Linked DNA regions of Sus scrofa: regions 1 and 2 are each linked to region 3. The links are chromatin contacts, called in public Hi-C and HiChIP or PLAC-seq maps. All regions are on one chromosome and are shown on one strand. The core of a region is the stretch at or near the end of the contact, and the rest is flanking DNA. Distances in the headings are between cores, read along the strand shown. Region 1 overlaps CD200R1L (CD200 receptor 1-like). Region 2 holds the start of NEPRO (nucleolus and neural progenitor protein). Region 3 overlaps CFAP44 (cilia- and flagella-associated protein 44).

Region 1 (4,517 bases), core at 12-2,511, 440 kb after region 3:
TCCCAAGGCATGAAAGGGCATGTCTGCATTGTAGAATTGGAAAGATAAAGATACTGTTGTGGGCTTGTAGAGAATATGTGAGCCCAAGAAACAGAGGAACTGAAATACATGGGACATTACCTATCAAATCTTTTTCCATGAAAAAGACTCCATCATTCCCTGAAGAGATTTATCTGAATTCATGCTTCTTATCTGTTCCCTTCTTACTGCCATGATTTTCTGGGAAGAGTGAAAAGCTAAGCTACTCCCTCTCAACTTCCTACAAGTGCATAAAGACAAAAAAACATTTTTTTAATTTTCTGAACACATATATGTGTGCATATATACATATAAGACAAATTAATTGTGGTCCTAAACTGAGGGAAATTGGGAATAACTTTTATCAAAACACAATTAAGAGCCACTAGAGGGTGCTTCAACTTAATTTTTTTAACTATTTCCAAGCAAGCTAAAATCTGACCCCAGACAGTAATCTTGCTCTTTTTTTTCTTTTATCATTCCATACAACTGTCCCTCCATTTACTAATTCTTTACGTCTTCTTAGTTGTTAATTCTGAAACAATTACAGAAGAAAGGGAAAGTGGTTTAAATTAACTTAAGGAGAAAAGTTTTTTGTTTTTTGCTTCCAAACTTGAATTGCATTACCACTGTCACTTAATTTTAGCTGAAACATTTTGTTTATCAAACAAGATAGAGGTTAAGTATTAACAGTCTCATCTCAGGGAAAGGGGAAATGTGAGAATCTCTTAGTGGTTAATCAAAGTTAGTACTCACTTATTTCTTAAACTGGGAAGTTGAGATCACTCCATTCCCTAAAAAACAAATAGCTGCTTGTTAGCCTTAATGGCAGCAGATGGTCAGAGCTACAAATAAAATTAGCTGGCCTTTTCTACTTCCTGGGTCCAACCCTTATCTCCTCCCCCATCATCCTTAAGAGGCACACATGGTATTTTAAAGCTAGAGGGAAGCTGCAGATAAAGTAGGCCAACTTCCTCATTTTACAAAAGAGGAAACTAACACTCAGAGTAAACTGACCACTGGGTGTTACCAAGAAGCCAGCTGGAATGTGGACTTGCTTTGCTTGCTAATGAGAGCACGCATGAAGTGGGCTTTATAGTTTGTTTGGTTTGGACTGAGACTTAGGGTTCAAGAGAGAATTTACCAAAGCCTTCGAAAGGATCCTAAGATGAAAAAGTGAAACAACACATGAAATATTCATGACATTTACTATCTTCAAGGAAAGACTGAATGTTATCATGGTTAACAATTGTCACCACATGCCAAGGACCTCACATGCCAAGTACATCACATCTAAACTGAGAAACAAGTGCAATGGAGAGATTTTAAAAATTGCTTGTTTAAATCTTATTATAGTTTTTTCTACAATCTGGATGTAAGAAAAGAGGCATGAGAGGAAAATTTGTCTGTTTAGGGAAATATACCAACAGTTTAGACAAATATACCAACAGTTTAGACAGAGAAGAGGGCTCAGGTTGTAGAATGCACTGGAAATAGCAAAATAAAGGGAAATAAAATGATCAGCAAAACTTAAAAAGTTTTCTTTCTGGGTTCTAGTAAGAGGAATTTTGGAAGCTCTTGAGGAATAAATAGAAACAGAGTAGGCCTTTGCTACAAAAGCTCTTGAGAAATAAAAGAAGAAATAGAATAGGCCTTTACTACAAAAAGAATTGGTGTGTCATAAATTCTCTATGAGGGGGTAGCTAAAGAATATTAGAATTAAAGATGCCTCTCTGTTAATATTTAGTTAAAAACTGTTAGACACAATTGCATGATTAATGGTGATTTAGAAATGAAGGAAGAGGAAACTCTGCCCACATTTGGGGGGAACAGAACAAAGAGTGCATAGTTGGCAGGCCTGGTGATGAGAAAACAAGGATGGCCAAAAATTAGTTGGAATTAGCAGTTTAGGGAGAGAGATGACAAGAAGTCAGCAGAGGAAGGCATGCACACCACTAGGCATTTTCAAAAAGCTGGGGAGGGTGTTGCAGTTCCCCAAATTACACTGGCCAGAGATTCAGTTATTTTATTTGGCCATTAAAGGAAAAAGATTTTTCCAGAAGACTGGAACTCTTAGGGACCATCGGGAACTGCAAGGATGCTTAGGAAAAGAAGCTCACAGTCGACCAGCAGAATTACTCCTTGAACTCCAAACACTTAACTATATTATGTTCTGATAATAAGGAGAACTCCATAATCTCTGAAGGTCCTGGCTAGATCTAGAAGTTGGCATTCTCCTGCCTTCTTCCCAGTGACCTGTAGCTTAGAATTTTCTGGACTAGAAGAAAGAAAGAAATAGGAAGACTCAGAAATTCTTAAATTTCTAGACTTTTCTCTTTTTAGGGCACTGCAAGCTCTCTGCATTCCTAAATAGCCACAATAGGTCATAAAGATGGTATAGCAGATGTGCCCAGGATCTGTGTGTAACCAGGCCCAGTGAGAGTCAGAGTCCACAGTGTTCAGATGGGAAGCAGTTCCCTCTGCTATTTTTCTCTCTTAGATTTGTGTCCACCTGTACTTCCTGGGTAGAAAGCTGAGCATTTCCTTCTCAGTGCTGGCCATATGTCTACACTGAGAGCTGTAGTTCTGTCTATTGCTAGCTTCCCACATATCTCTAGACACAATTTATACCTGAAATGGTATTGAAGGGCCAGAGGACCCCCAAATTACATTGTGGGGGTGGAATGGAATCTTTGCCAGAAGAGGACAGCATATCTCTCTAAATTCCAAGGGGTGGTATTTCTGTGGATTGGATGGATGGATAGAGAAATCATGGGAAAAACACAGTCAAGTCCTGGAAGCAGGGTCCAAAGGGCTAGGATCTCCAAGGGTTTATTTAAATTGCTTTGCTAAGGCTACCTATAGCACTCACTTTGATGTATTCTGAGTAAATTAATTCCTTCATTCATTAAATGTTCATTAATTACTTGATATTTGTCAGCCATTACACTAAGCTCTAAAAATAAGTAAGTAAAATGTGAATCGAATATTAAATAAAATATGATCCTTAAAGATTTCATGGTTGGGAGTTCCTGTTGTGGCACAGTGGAAACGAATCCGACTAGGAACCATGAGGTTGCGGCTTCAATTCCTGGCCTTGATCAGTGGGTTAAGGATCCTGCGTTGCCGTGAGCTGTTGTGTAGGTCACAGATGTGGCTCAGATCCCGCGTTGCTGTGGCTCTGGTGTAGGCTGGCAGTTGTAGCCCCAATTCGATCCCTAGCCTGGGAACTTTCATATGCCTGCCACAAGTGTGGCCCTAAAAATATAAAAGACCAAAAAAAAAAAAAAGATTTCACAGTGAAGAAGATAGGCAAATAAGCAGATCACTAAAATCCAGTATTGATGTATTAAAAAAGGTATATACCTTTAGCAATCAAAGGAAGGAATACTCAGTTCTTACTGAAGATGTGGCTTGTAGTTAAGGAAAAGCATTGGGTACATTATGAGGCTTTCAGCTGCAAGAAACAAAGTAGGACTCTGACAGTTAATAAGGTCATTTACTATTTTACATAAGAAGGCATCCAGAAGTAGGGCCAACTTCAAGTCTGGTTGTTTCAATGGCTTTACAAAGCCTTCAAGACTGGATTTTATCCTTTCTCTGCTCTGCTATCATCAGTGTCAGTGTTTGCTTCATCCTCAAGCTGGACGTGAGTAGGTAGCAGCCATCCCAAGGCTGTAGCCAGACACAGCATGCCCAGAGGAAGAAGCCTGACCATTTCTTCCCCAAACCCATTTCTTCCTCTGAAGAGTGAGGACCAAGAGCCCCCATAGGCTTCCTCTCTTGTCTGATTGGTCAAAGTCACAGATACAATCTCTAGCAAAGGGGCTGAGATTATGCTTACACTAATTAGGCCTTTCATAGAGCTGGGCTAAGGTCAGTGCCTTTCACCAAGCATTCACCCTGGTGGGAGGGAGTGACTAGAGACCTGACCAAATTAGGGACTCTGTTAAGAAAGCAGAACTTGAGAATGCATGTGAAGCCTGGATGAAGATGATAATGGTCAAACTGAGTCCTAAAATATGCAGAGGAATGCTACAGGTAGACAAGGGCAGGGAAGAGAAGACATCATGGATAAAGGCAGGGAGCTGTGACAGGGTGTGTCTCTTTCAGGGCAATGGAGAAACTGTATCATCTCCTCACACAAGTCCCACATTTCATGAAGTCATCTGGGGACAGAAGATTGCTATTCTACTGAGAATGCCAGGAGTTTTGCAGATCCAGCAAATCTTGATGAATTTATCACATTTTCTGAACAGAATGTCCAAATCTTCTGACTGATTCACCCAACACTCATTTTAAGATCACACAAGGAGCCAAGAACATTGGTTGCACACAGTGGAGAATCAAAGAGAGGCAGGAGGCTTCAGGCTGGAGCAGCAGTGGTCGGCTGGATGACATCACTCATTTTTGAAGGGTAGGACTCATCTCTGGGCTGGGTAAAACTGACAGAGTTGAGATACTTCTCCTGGTCTGGTGTCCCTTCATGAAATATGAAA
Region 2 (4,899 bases), core at 447-2,946, 270 kb after region 3:
GCCATTAAATACTGACAAACTAGTGAAATTGTACACACTAAGTATGTGCAGTTCTTGGCATACCAATTTTACCTCAATAAAGCTGTCAAAAATTAATTGAGGTCCTACTACATGTCAGGCTCTGAGCTGAGCATTGTTATATAGAGATCAATAACCTACATTATTTACAATATTTACATTAAGCCCACATACCACTGAAGAAAGAGGCATACAAATATACAAATTAATATAGTACAGTGAGGTAAATTCTGTGAGAGTTTGTGGTAGGCTGAATAATGCCCCCTTCTAAGATGTCCAAATCCTAATCCTCCAAATCTATGAATATGCTACTTTACATTACAAAACAAATTTTGTAGATGTGATTAAGTTAAAGATTCTGAAATGAGGAAATCATCCTGGGTTATTTTGGTGGGCTCAAAATAATCACCAGGGTCCTTTTAAGATGGAGGCAGGCAGGAGGATGAGAGAGAAAAAGAAGGTGCAAAGAGACTGGAAAATGCTCTGCTACTGACGTTGAAAATGGAGGATGGAGACATGAACCAAGGAACATGAACATGTGGCCTCTAAAAGCTGCAAAAAGCAAGAAAATGAATTTTCCACTAGCGCTTCCAACCTTGAACCAGTGAGATCAGTTTTGGACTTCTAAGTTCCAGAAATGTAATATAACTGTAAGTGACTATATGGCAGCAACAGGAAGCTAATACAGAAGCCAACACAGGGCATTAAGGTAGTACATAAAGGGGTCTCTACATCAAGTTGTAGAGTGGGAAAGGGATGTTCAGGAAGAATTACTCAGAGCTGGGGGAGATTGTGTTTAAGGGAAATGGTCCAGGTAGAGAAATTAATATGTATAAAGGTATAAACAGAGAGCATGGAAAGTGTTATGACAAGTCTATTTGCATTAAACAGTAAAAAAATATTAACAATATTAATTCTGCTAAGAGTACTGTTTGTATGCCAGGCACCATTCCAAAACACTTTTCAGCTCTGAGTACTTTATCATTCTGTATTATCATCATCATTTTATCTATACGGATACTAAGGTTTGGAGGAGCTAGTAATTTAGCACTGCAGTGGGGGCCTTTAGTAAAGTAGCATCAGGGTGGCTGAAAATAAATGAACTATTAGATACTAGAGAGGTGGGGGTCAGCACTGCTTGGGATATCAACTTGTTCTGGACGCTGACAGAAGATGGGGTTGATAGAGTCAGAGGCCTCCAATTTCTGTGATGTGATCGTGGTTTTGTTGCCGCTCAAGGTAGAGCTGTCCTTGACTAACTCAAAGTAAATCACTTATGTTACAAATGTAAACTCTGCCTCCTTATTTCCCTTCTTCCTTTCCCCCTAATGTCTGGGGTGGAGATAGAGGTGTATGCACCAACTAAACTGTGAGCTTCACTCTGCACATTTGTGAAATGCTTTGAAATAGTTCCAAAATTGATTGCGCCTCAGAATCCCTTGGAGAAGCATACACACAATGCAGATTCCTCGCCTTATTCAGAGATTTTGATTGAGTAGTACATGGATGGGGCTCCGCCTCACCCCCTCATCTGCAAATCTCCCAAATATTCTGGTACCTGACCAGCGCCTGAATGACTTCTGGGTCGTTCAGGTACACCGCATTTGATTCCGTAAAGGACCCTCCCCCGCCCCGCCCCCAGGCCCCGCCCCGCCCCCAGGCCCCGCCCCCTCTCCCTCTTCCTCAACCTCCCCTCCCCCGCCTGCCCCGGACGTCTCCTGCTTCGTCGTTTCATTTTGTCTCGCCCAGCTCCGCCTTTTCCAGGTCCTCCTCTGTCTCTCAAGATGGCTGCGCTGCCGCCGAGCCCGGAACTGTGGAACCGCGTGAGGATCCCCAAAGCCGGCAGCCGCAGTACAGTAATCGTGCAGAACCCTGACACACCGCTGGGTGAGTGAGGCGCCCCATAAGGGGCGCAGGCTTTTCCGCAGGAGGCGTCTGGCCGCTGCCGGCGCACGTGCGCGAGGGGCGGGACTTCCGGACTCCGCGGGACGCTGGGTATGACGGCGGTGTGCGGCATCTGGGGTCGGGCGTTTGTGGGGACCTCTGGCTTTGCTGTTCTCTGGACCCACCGTGCCGACCGCAGGGCTTCCATGGGGCGCCGAAAAGGCAGAGAGGGGCGAACGCAGCTAGCATCAGGGAAAAGTGCTGCCTGGGAACCCTCTGTTGACGCAGGCCACCAAGAGCCGTGGTTACTCCACAGTCTTTCCCGACCTCTTCCACCGAGGAGCGGCGGGTCACTCAAGCACTCTGCACTTAAATCGCACTCTTCCTAGATCCCCCTTTCTTTTCTGTAAAATAGGGTTAGTCTTCCCTGCCCATCACTGGGTTGTTGGGAGGATATAATGATGTCATTTAGGTGAGTATGCTCTGAAGTGAAATATCAGTGTATGGTGGCATTGCCGTTATCAAGCAGCAGGAGCTTGGTCTGGGTTTAAAACCTGGCTCTTCCTCTGCTGGAGCTAGGGTGAGGGATGGGAGTGTCCTTATTTCACATTTCTGGGTCTCAGCTCATTTCCAAATGAGGGTAAAACAGTATTTGCCTTACAGAGCTGTTTGGTTTTTTGGGGGTTTTGTTTGTTTTTTGCTTTTTAAGGCCACACCCAGCATATGTAAGTTCCCAGGCCAGGGGTGGAATCAGAGTTACAGCTACCAGCCTACACCACAGCCACAGCAATGGGGGATCCGATCCACATCTGAGACCTACACCACAGCGCATGCCAATGCCGGATCCCTGAGCCACTAAGCCAGGCCAGGAATTGAACCGCATCCTCATGTATACTAGTCGGATTCCTTTCAGCTGCGCCACAATGGGAATTCCTATAGAACTGTTTTGATGGAAGAGTAAAGTATTTGGAACAGTGCCTGATACAGTGAATAAATACTCAAATGATAGCTGTTATTAATAATATTTAATACCTGTAACTTACCTAATCATCACATCCCCAGCCCTATCCATCCATCCTGCTCAGTTTACAAGAAACCTTCCCCCATCCTCTATTCAAAAATTCCTTAACATGATTCCTATTAGGCCTGGAAATTCACCAGCTCTCTCTTTATCCCAAAGGCACCCCTTTCTGGCCTCAAATAGCTGGGACGGTTAAGAAACTTCTCTATGTTCTATAGAAATCTGCCTCTGTGTTACTTCCACTTAGGAGGCTAGTACTACCCTGAGAGCCACAGACAACACATTAACTCCATCTTCTACTTCAAAGCTTTTCGGACCAAAAAGCTATCATCTCATTCTACTAAGTACCATGTGTTCAGTCACATAAATTACATAATTTCCAGTTGTTAACAGTGGTTTCTCTTTTCTGAATATATTTGTAAAGCAGTACCCAAATACAGTGCCTTTGATTTTTAAGAGAATTAATTTATCCGTTTAGAGAAGTACACAACATGTTTCCCACCTCAGGGTACTTAAGGTGTTAAGTATACTAGTTTAACACATGTTCTCTCAGTGACTTCTTGGACTTGATATCATCTGGCACCATTTTCCTTCCTTCCTATGTGACTTCTCACATACTTGAAATCATTTTGTTCCTACAGGAACAAATTAATGATGACAGTAATGATGACATTAATTTGTTCTTGATTTATTAAATAAGGGAAGATGCTTCTTTCAATGTACATTTTATATGCTATACTTAAAATGTAGAAATGCATATTAAGTCTAACTAAACATCTCTGCTTTAGACCTTTGCATTGCAGCTGTAATTAAAGAATGCTCTCTTGTTATACTGTCACTGAAGAGCCAAACCTTAGATGCAGAAACGGATGTGTTATGCGCATTCCTTTACAGCAATCACAACAGAATGGGCCGCCACAAACCCCATTTGGCCCTCAAACAGGTAAGGGGGAAGTCCTGTATTTAAGACTCAACATGTTTACTTGATGAAGATGGACATCACTCTGCCACTTAATATTTTGTTGTTTATGGAAATCACAGTAAATTACTTGTGATTTATAGGTCTTCAGCCCACAGTTGCATGTGGGCGTTCTCTTTTTTTTCTGAAAGCATTTTTAAAAAGTTTATTTAGAAAGGAATTATGTTTGATTCTTTCCCAGTCTTTTTTCTAGTAGATAGGTAATTTTAGGAAAAATTTTCTTCATTACATACAATCTTAAATTACTGTGCCTTCCTATGTGCTGGGCACTGTGCTTCATGCTGGGTGTACGGGCCAAAAAATACAGGCATTGTATTGAACCTTACAGGTTCATGCTCTTTGGTTTTCACTCCATTACTTAAGGCAAAAAAGATGACGATTTCTTTTTTTTTTTTTTGTCTTTTTAGGGCTACACCCAGGGCATATGGAGGTTCCCAGGCTAGGGGTTGAATCAGAACTGTAGCCACTGGCCTACACCACAGCCATAGCAACGTGGGATCTGAGCCTCATCTGCAACCTATACCACAGCTCACAGCTGGATTCTTAACCCACTGATCGAGGCCAGAGATTGAACCTGTGTCCTCATGGGTGCTAGTCAGATTCGTTTCCACTGAGCCATGACGGGAACTCCAAGATTTCTTCATCAAAGAAAGATTTGGGATCATAGTCTTTCCCAAAGTTTTCTTTTCTCATGGAAGTTTTTATCTCCTTCTGAGAATTTAACACCGAAACCAAACTTGTTAGATTAAACGTACATATTTCTCCTCCTGGCTTCCAAGTTGTGAATAATTATCCAGTCAGAAAAATTTGGTGTTCTGTTTCTCTTCTTCCTTTTATGTAATTCTCCCACCTGCTCACACTGATCAGTCAAAACTTTCTCTGCATCTAGTCCCTTTTAGTTCTGGCTGCCATCTCTTTTTTCAGACTTTGTCAATTTTTAGTTGTCTTGCAATCCTGACTGGTCTTTCCTCTATTTAATCATCTTAAAACACATCTT
Region 3 (4,668 bases), core at 266-2,765:
AGAATGAACTTAGAATCTATGGAAGAGCTAGGTCTTCCATAGATTCGGTGTGTGTATCAACTTAACCGTAAAAGCAGTCAGGAGTGGGGTTCCTGTTGTGGCTCAGTGGAAACGAATCTGACTAGCATCCATGAGGATGCAGGTTCAATCCCTGGCCTTGGTCAGTGGGTTAAGGATCCTGGCCTCACTGTGGCTGTGGTGTAGGTTGATGGCTACAGTTCTGATTAGACCCAGAGCCTGTGAACCTCCATATGCAGAGGGTGTGGCCCTAGAAGGACAACAACAACAAACCAATCAGAAGTATTGCTTTTTTCCCAAATTGAACTAGATGAAACCACTCAAGTTTACAATATTAAGATCTTTATGCAGCATGTTTGGGATCTGACAATATAGTTCATTTTTATTTTGTATTAGACAAGATATATAGACAGCTTTAGTTTCATTTCTACTTGATTCCAGCCTTAGTCTTGAACCTACAATTAAATATAGCATCTGCATCTTTGGGAGGTTTAGCTTCAAACAGGAGGAGTACCAGGGGGTGCAGCCTCAGCTGAGGGTAGGTAGAAAGTCCTGGTCTCCAATCAAGCTGTTCTCTGCCTCCTGCTGTGCCCTTAAAAAGGCAGCGTCACCTATGAGAAAGCCCCAGAGCAGTCTAAATTGAGTTCCTTGTGGATTAGGTGTTAATCTCCCTTGGCTATTTTGAACCCACATCCATACTGCCATCAAATCTCAACACTGAAAGAAAAACTGTCGAGTCCAAAGCCTCCGTCAGAATGTCAAAGGAAAAGGAGTTACTCAGTTCTGCTGAGTCGGCTTTACTCTTCCTTCTGATTAATTTATACAGCTGTTGCTGACGGAGTCAGGCTTTTGAAGGGCATTATAATAATTAACCTGAGTCTAAAGAATACAAAATGCTGTTTCATTTTCTAGGCTAAAATTTAAAGGCCTGATGCCCTAAGCTGTTCCCCGTTTCCTGCAATTGGCTAAGGTAAATATGCACAAGTGTCTCACTTAACATGCCTTAGACGTGCTGTGTCTTTCCCAGAACTTTTTTTGAGCACTAAAAGCATTCAGTGTTGTTATGTAAAACCGATTTCTGCACAGCACTGGAACCATTATCACTCCCATAAAGTTCACCAAAGTTTTCTGAACCACTGGGATCATCAAGGATCAAAAAAGCAGGACATTTTTAAAAAGTCATGGGCTAGAAGTTGTGTTACATTCCAGATCTGAGAGTCCTGTTCCCCTCCTGGAAGTGACCTTTAGGCCCTCGATGCTGGATTGTGTCTGAAGTCGCAATCTCTTATTCTTCTCTTCCCTGCTCTACTTCTCTTTTCCTATCATTTCCATATTCCTTACAACCCTTCATTTCATTTCTTAAAATATTTTTAAAATACTGCTTTTCTGAAAACCATGTTCCAATTTAGCTGTTGGATGGGAAAAGGACGCAGGAATGTCTTCTGACCAGCAGAGGGTGTACTTGTCCTTGGCCATCAGAGTCACTCTAGGTGCTTTCCTAGGACTTGGTTTATCAAATTCATGAGTGGAGTGTAAATCTAGTAAGTAGCTAGCTAGGGTCAGTCTGCCCTTGATGACTCTTAAGTCCCTCAAGTGGTATTTCATCTGCAACTCAACTTTACCAAAATCTAGAAAATACATTTCCCTACTGAAAACAGTTAAAAGTGTGTTAGGGGCATTCCTGTAGTGGCTCAGAAGTTAACAAACCTGACTGGTATCCATGAGGAAGCAGGTTCAACCCCAGGCCTCGATCAGTGGGTTAAGGATCCAGCGTTGCTGTGAGCTGTGGTGTAGGTCGCAGACACAGCTTGGATCCTGTGTTGCTGTGGCTCTGGCATAGGCTGGTGGCTACAGCTCTGATTCGATCCCTGGGAGCCACCATATGCCACAGGTGTGGCCCTAAAAAGACCAAAAAAAAAAAAAAAAAAAAAAAAAGTGTGTTAGGAGTTTCAGTGCAAGCTTCAGCCTCCTTCTAGTTCCACGTTCAAGTGCAATGCTTGATCCTGTGGGTGGATGGCAGTGAGTCAACGTTGATTTTATCCAACCAGTGAGTCAACTCCTCTGGCCATGTTGGTGTGTCTTTGGAAAGAAGGGAAGTGAATTTTATCAGGCACCATATGTTCATGTGTAATATGGCACTTAAACTAGTATTTTAGAGAAAATATTTAGTCTTCAACACATACCTGTATAGAAAAGGTACGTTTCATTCCCTGGGTCTGAACAAAGCGTGACCTCAAGTCCAGTTAGAGAATGGTGAGGTACTTCTCGCCTGCTGTACACTGACTCCCTCTTGGACTAAACAGCCATCAACACATCTGCCTTAATAAAAACACAACTGACATTCAATATTTAAAAGACAAAAATTAGAAACATCTGCTACCTTTTTCCAGCTCTCCCCTCCAGGGCTCTGCAAACGTCCCACAGAGCCCAAGTGGGTGTTTCTTCAAATACTCAGACTGAACCCTAACGTGGAAGGAGAATGCTGACTCATACATGACTAAGCTGAAGGTTACAGGGAAGACTAAACATTTATTTAGACGTTACAGTGTTTATTTTTACAGAGATATGTTGCCACAGATTATTGATTCTGGAAGCTTTGTTAATGCTTATGGTCCTATACACATCTTAGTCTATTCTCATGGGCATCTTCTGAAAACGTTTCCTGTAGCACCAGATCCAGCCACTGTCACACGGGCATCTCCAATCTCTGAGTCCGTGGCCCTGGCTTTTCCCCTTAGGGTCCCTCTGGACAGCGTGCCTAGGAGCCTTCCTTCCTTCTGCAGCCTCCCAGGCAGGGGCAGGCGTTCTCAGGGAAGGGCTGCCTCCTCAGTCCTGTTGCTCGGTCCTGGTTGATTCCTGTTATGTCGCGGCTTCTTTGTTTCCCCTCTCAGACCCTTGGTGGGTAGGCTTCCCTATGTCTCTTCGGCATTATAAAAACACACATATACATTTATTTACAAGTGCATAAATATATAAATATGGCTATTATAGAAAAATAAATACCAATTTCCATTTTTTTTTTAAACAACAATATATAGTCTTTCTGGGATATCAGCTTCTGCCTAAATTGTAGGAGGTGGTGTTTCAAAAGACACGTGCACTGGTGGGCTGGGGCAGAGCTGTGTCCCTAGTTCCTGGCCTCTGTAGGCCCCCGGGGGGTGCTGGGGACACCAGGCTCCTCTACCCGCTTGGCAGGAGTCAGGACTGTCCACCTCTTCGACCGGTGCAAGGCCCAGGCAGCACGGGGGCCCTGGGGGGAGAGCAGAGTGGGCAACGTCAGAATCCAGACTGATTGGGAACCAGCACTCCCTAGTGCTGGGTCAGTCTCTACCCAGGACCAGAGCCAGTTATCCTGGAAGGAGGGACAGAGACCTACAACCACATCAAGGATGATGATGCTCCCTCCAAGATCTCGCACAGACATGGCATGGCCCTGGCTCTAGAAGGTGCTTGTCCTAGAATTTCATCATCCAGAGACAGCTAGGATTGGCATGGGACCTGGCCTCCATACTATGGAGGCAAAGAAACCTCAGCTAATTCTCTGAACCAGTCTGTGCCCAACCAGATATCCAACGACTTCTAGGAGCTTGGCACAAAGACAGAGAGTGGGCTGGGAGCACCATGCATTGAGTGCCCTGCACAGAGTTCTGATGATGTGAGAACCTGGCTTCATGATGGAGGCAACCTCATTCCTTAATTAAGAGACAAGATCCAACAAAGCAGGCTGTTTTCAAATGATTAGAGAACGCCTCTTAGTGTGATGAGAGGCAGCAGGAATTCATGAAAGACCTTGAAATGCCGAGACCAAAAGGGCTTCTTTCTCTGAAATGAAGACGTGCCCTTTCTGCCTTTGAGGACACAGTTTGCCATGCTGGAGTGGGGCCCACCTGACAGCGCCTCCCCCCCCCGGCCCCAGATTTGCTGGGCTTTCAGCAGGGAAGGAGGCAGCCCCATCTCAGATATATAAGCTGTGGATGGCTCCTTACCACCAGGCCTGGCCTCCATGTCCCTCCTGGGTCTCAGATGCCTCCCTCACATCACCCCAGCCTGTAATGTTTCCCCGTCGTGCCCTTGGCACTGACCTGGGTGGAACAGAGGGTCCCACACGGCTTCCAGCCCAGGACTCCGAGGTCCATTATTCATGCCCCGCTGGCCTGTGGCTGCAGACTGCTCCTGGAGGTGGTGGCAGTCCTGTGAGGGCTGGGGCAGCTGGTGGGTCGAGTCGTCAGGCAGTGTGTATAAGAAAGAGCCTTCCTCCGGGTTAGACTTGGGAGCCCTGCATGCACAAGACCGGGTGGAGGGGTGAGGTGGAGCAGAGGAGGTCTGTATCCCCGCTGCCCTGGCTGCTTCCCTATCTGGGAGAGGCAGAGCTGGGCAGAGCTCAGACAGGGCAGCAACTGCCCCCCTTTGCACATCAAGAGGTGCCACAGCATCACTTCCACAGGTAACTCTAATCTGTCTTCATGTGATTCTGGAGATGTCCAGTGGGCAAAGCCAGCCCTGTGTGCGCTGCTCTGGCCTGACCAGCAAGGGAAAAACAGGCATTGGACTTGCAAACACAACAACTCCGCCTCAGGCTGAGAGTCCAGTGGGGCAGGCTGTCCGCTGAGGGGAGCCCTGCAGGAAGCAGTGACTGCCACTGGGTGTGAG

What was found. A called contact is a pair of places that touch in the nucleus more often than the background predicts. HiChIP or PLAC-seq counts read pairs in DNA pulled down with a chosen protein or histone mark.
Region 1: an H3K27ac HiChIP or PLAC-seq map of alveolar macrophages shows a contact between it and region 3. The contact joins two enhancer-like sites. A contact is called at or near these places in 1 of 47 Hi-C or Micro-C datasets (embryonic fibroblasts) and 1 of 2 datasets of contacts at active chromatin or transcription factors (alveolar macrophages).
Region 2: a contact with region 3 is called in a Hi-C map of embryonic fibroblasts, with 2.4 times the contacts expected there. The contact joins the promoter of NEPRO here to the enhancer-like site in region 3. A contact is called at or near these places in 5 of 5 promoter capture datasets (fetal liver, fetal skeletal muscle, liver and 1 more), 24 of 47 Hi-C or Micro-C datasets (adipose tissue, alveolar macrophages, brain and 16 more) and 2 of 2 datasets of contacts at active chromatin or transcription factors (alveolar macrophages and skeletal muscle).

Annotation. Positions count from the first base shown.
Region 1 is chr13:147,062,225-147,066,741 of Sscrofa11.1, forward strand. It overlaps CD200R1L (CD200 receptor 1-like), which reads left to right. Exons shown (of 6, transcript NM_001244415.1): 6 at 4,132-4,517. The coding sequence ends at 4,216. Among named protein-coding and RNA genes, the nearest start is that of CD200R1L, 40 kb to the left of the region's middle. Within about 2 kb of position 1,262, at least 24 of the 83 cell types and tissues checked have an H3K27ac peak or open chromatin away from gene starts, as enhancers often do. A contact at or near this core is called in alveolar macrophages, where this site is marked.
Region 2 is chr13:146,900,314-146,905,212 of Sscrofa11.1, forward strand. NEPRO (nucleolus and neural progenitor protein) reads left to right here and starts at 1,697. Exons shown (of 9, transcript XM_003132674.4): 1 at 1,697-1,905; 2 at 3,712-3,866. The coding sequence starts at 1,803. The region is part of intron 5 of GTPBP8 (GTP-binding protein 8); the gene reads right to left.
Region 3 is chr13:146,625,581-146,630,248 of Sscrofa11.1, forward strand. CFAP44 (cilia- and flagella-associated protein 44) reads left to right here. Exons shown (of 35, transcript XM_021070360.1): 35 at 1-2,955. It overlaps BOC (brother of CDO), which reads right to left. Exons shown (of 21, transcript XR_002337900.1): 19 at 4,101-4,294; 20 at 2,202-3,268; 21 at 1-2,097. Among named protein-coding and RNA genes, the nearest start is that of BOC, 75 kb to the right of the region's middle. Within about 2 kb of position 1,516, at least 10 of the 83 cell types and tissues checked have an H3K27ac peak or open chromatin away from gene starts, as enhancers often do. A contact at or near this core is called in alveolar macrophages and embryonic fibroblasts, where this site is marked.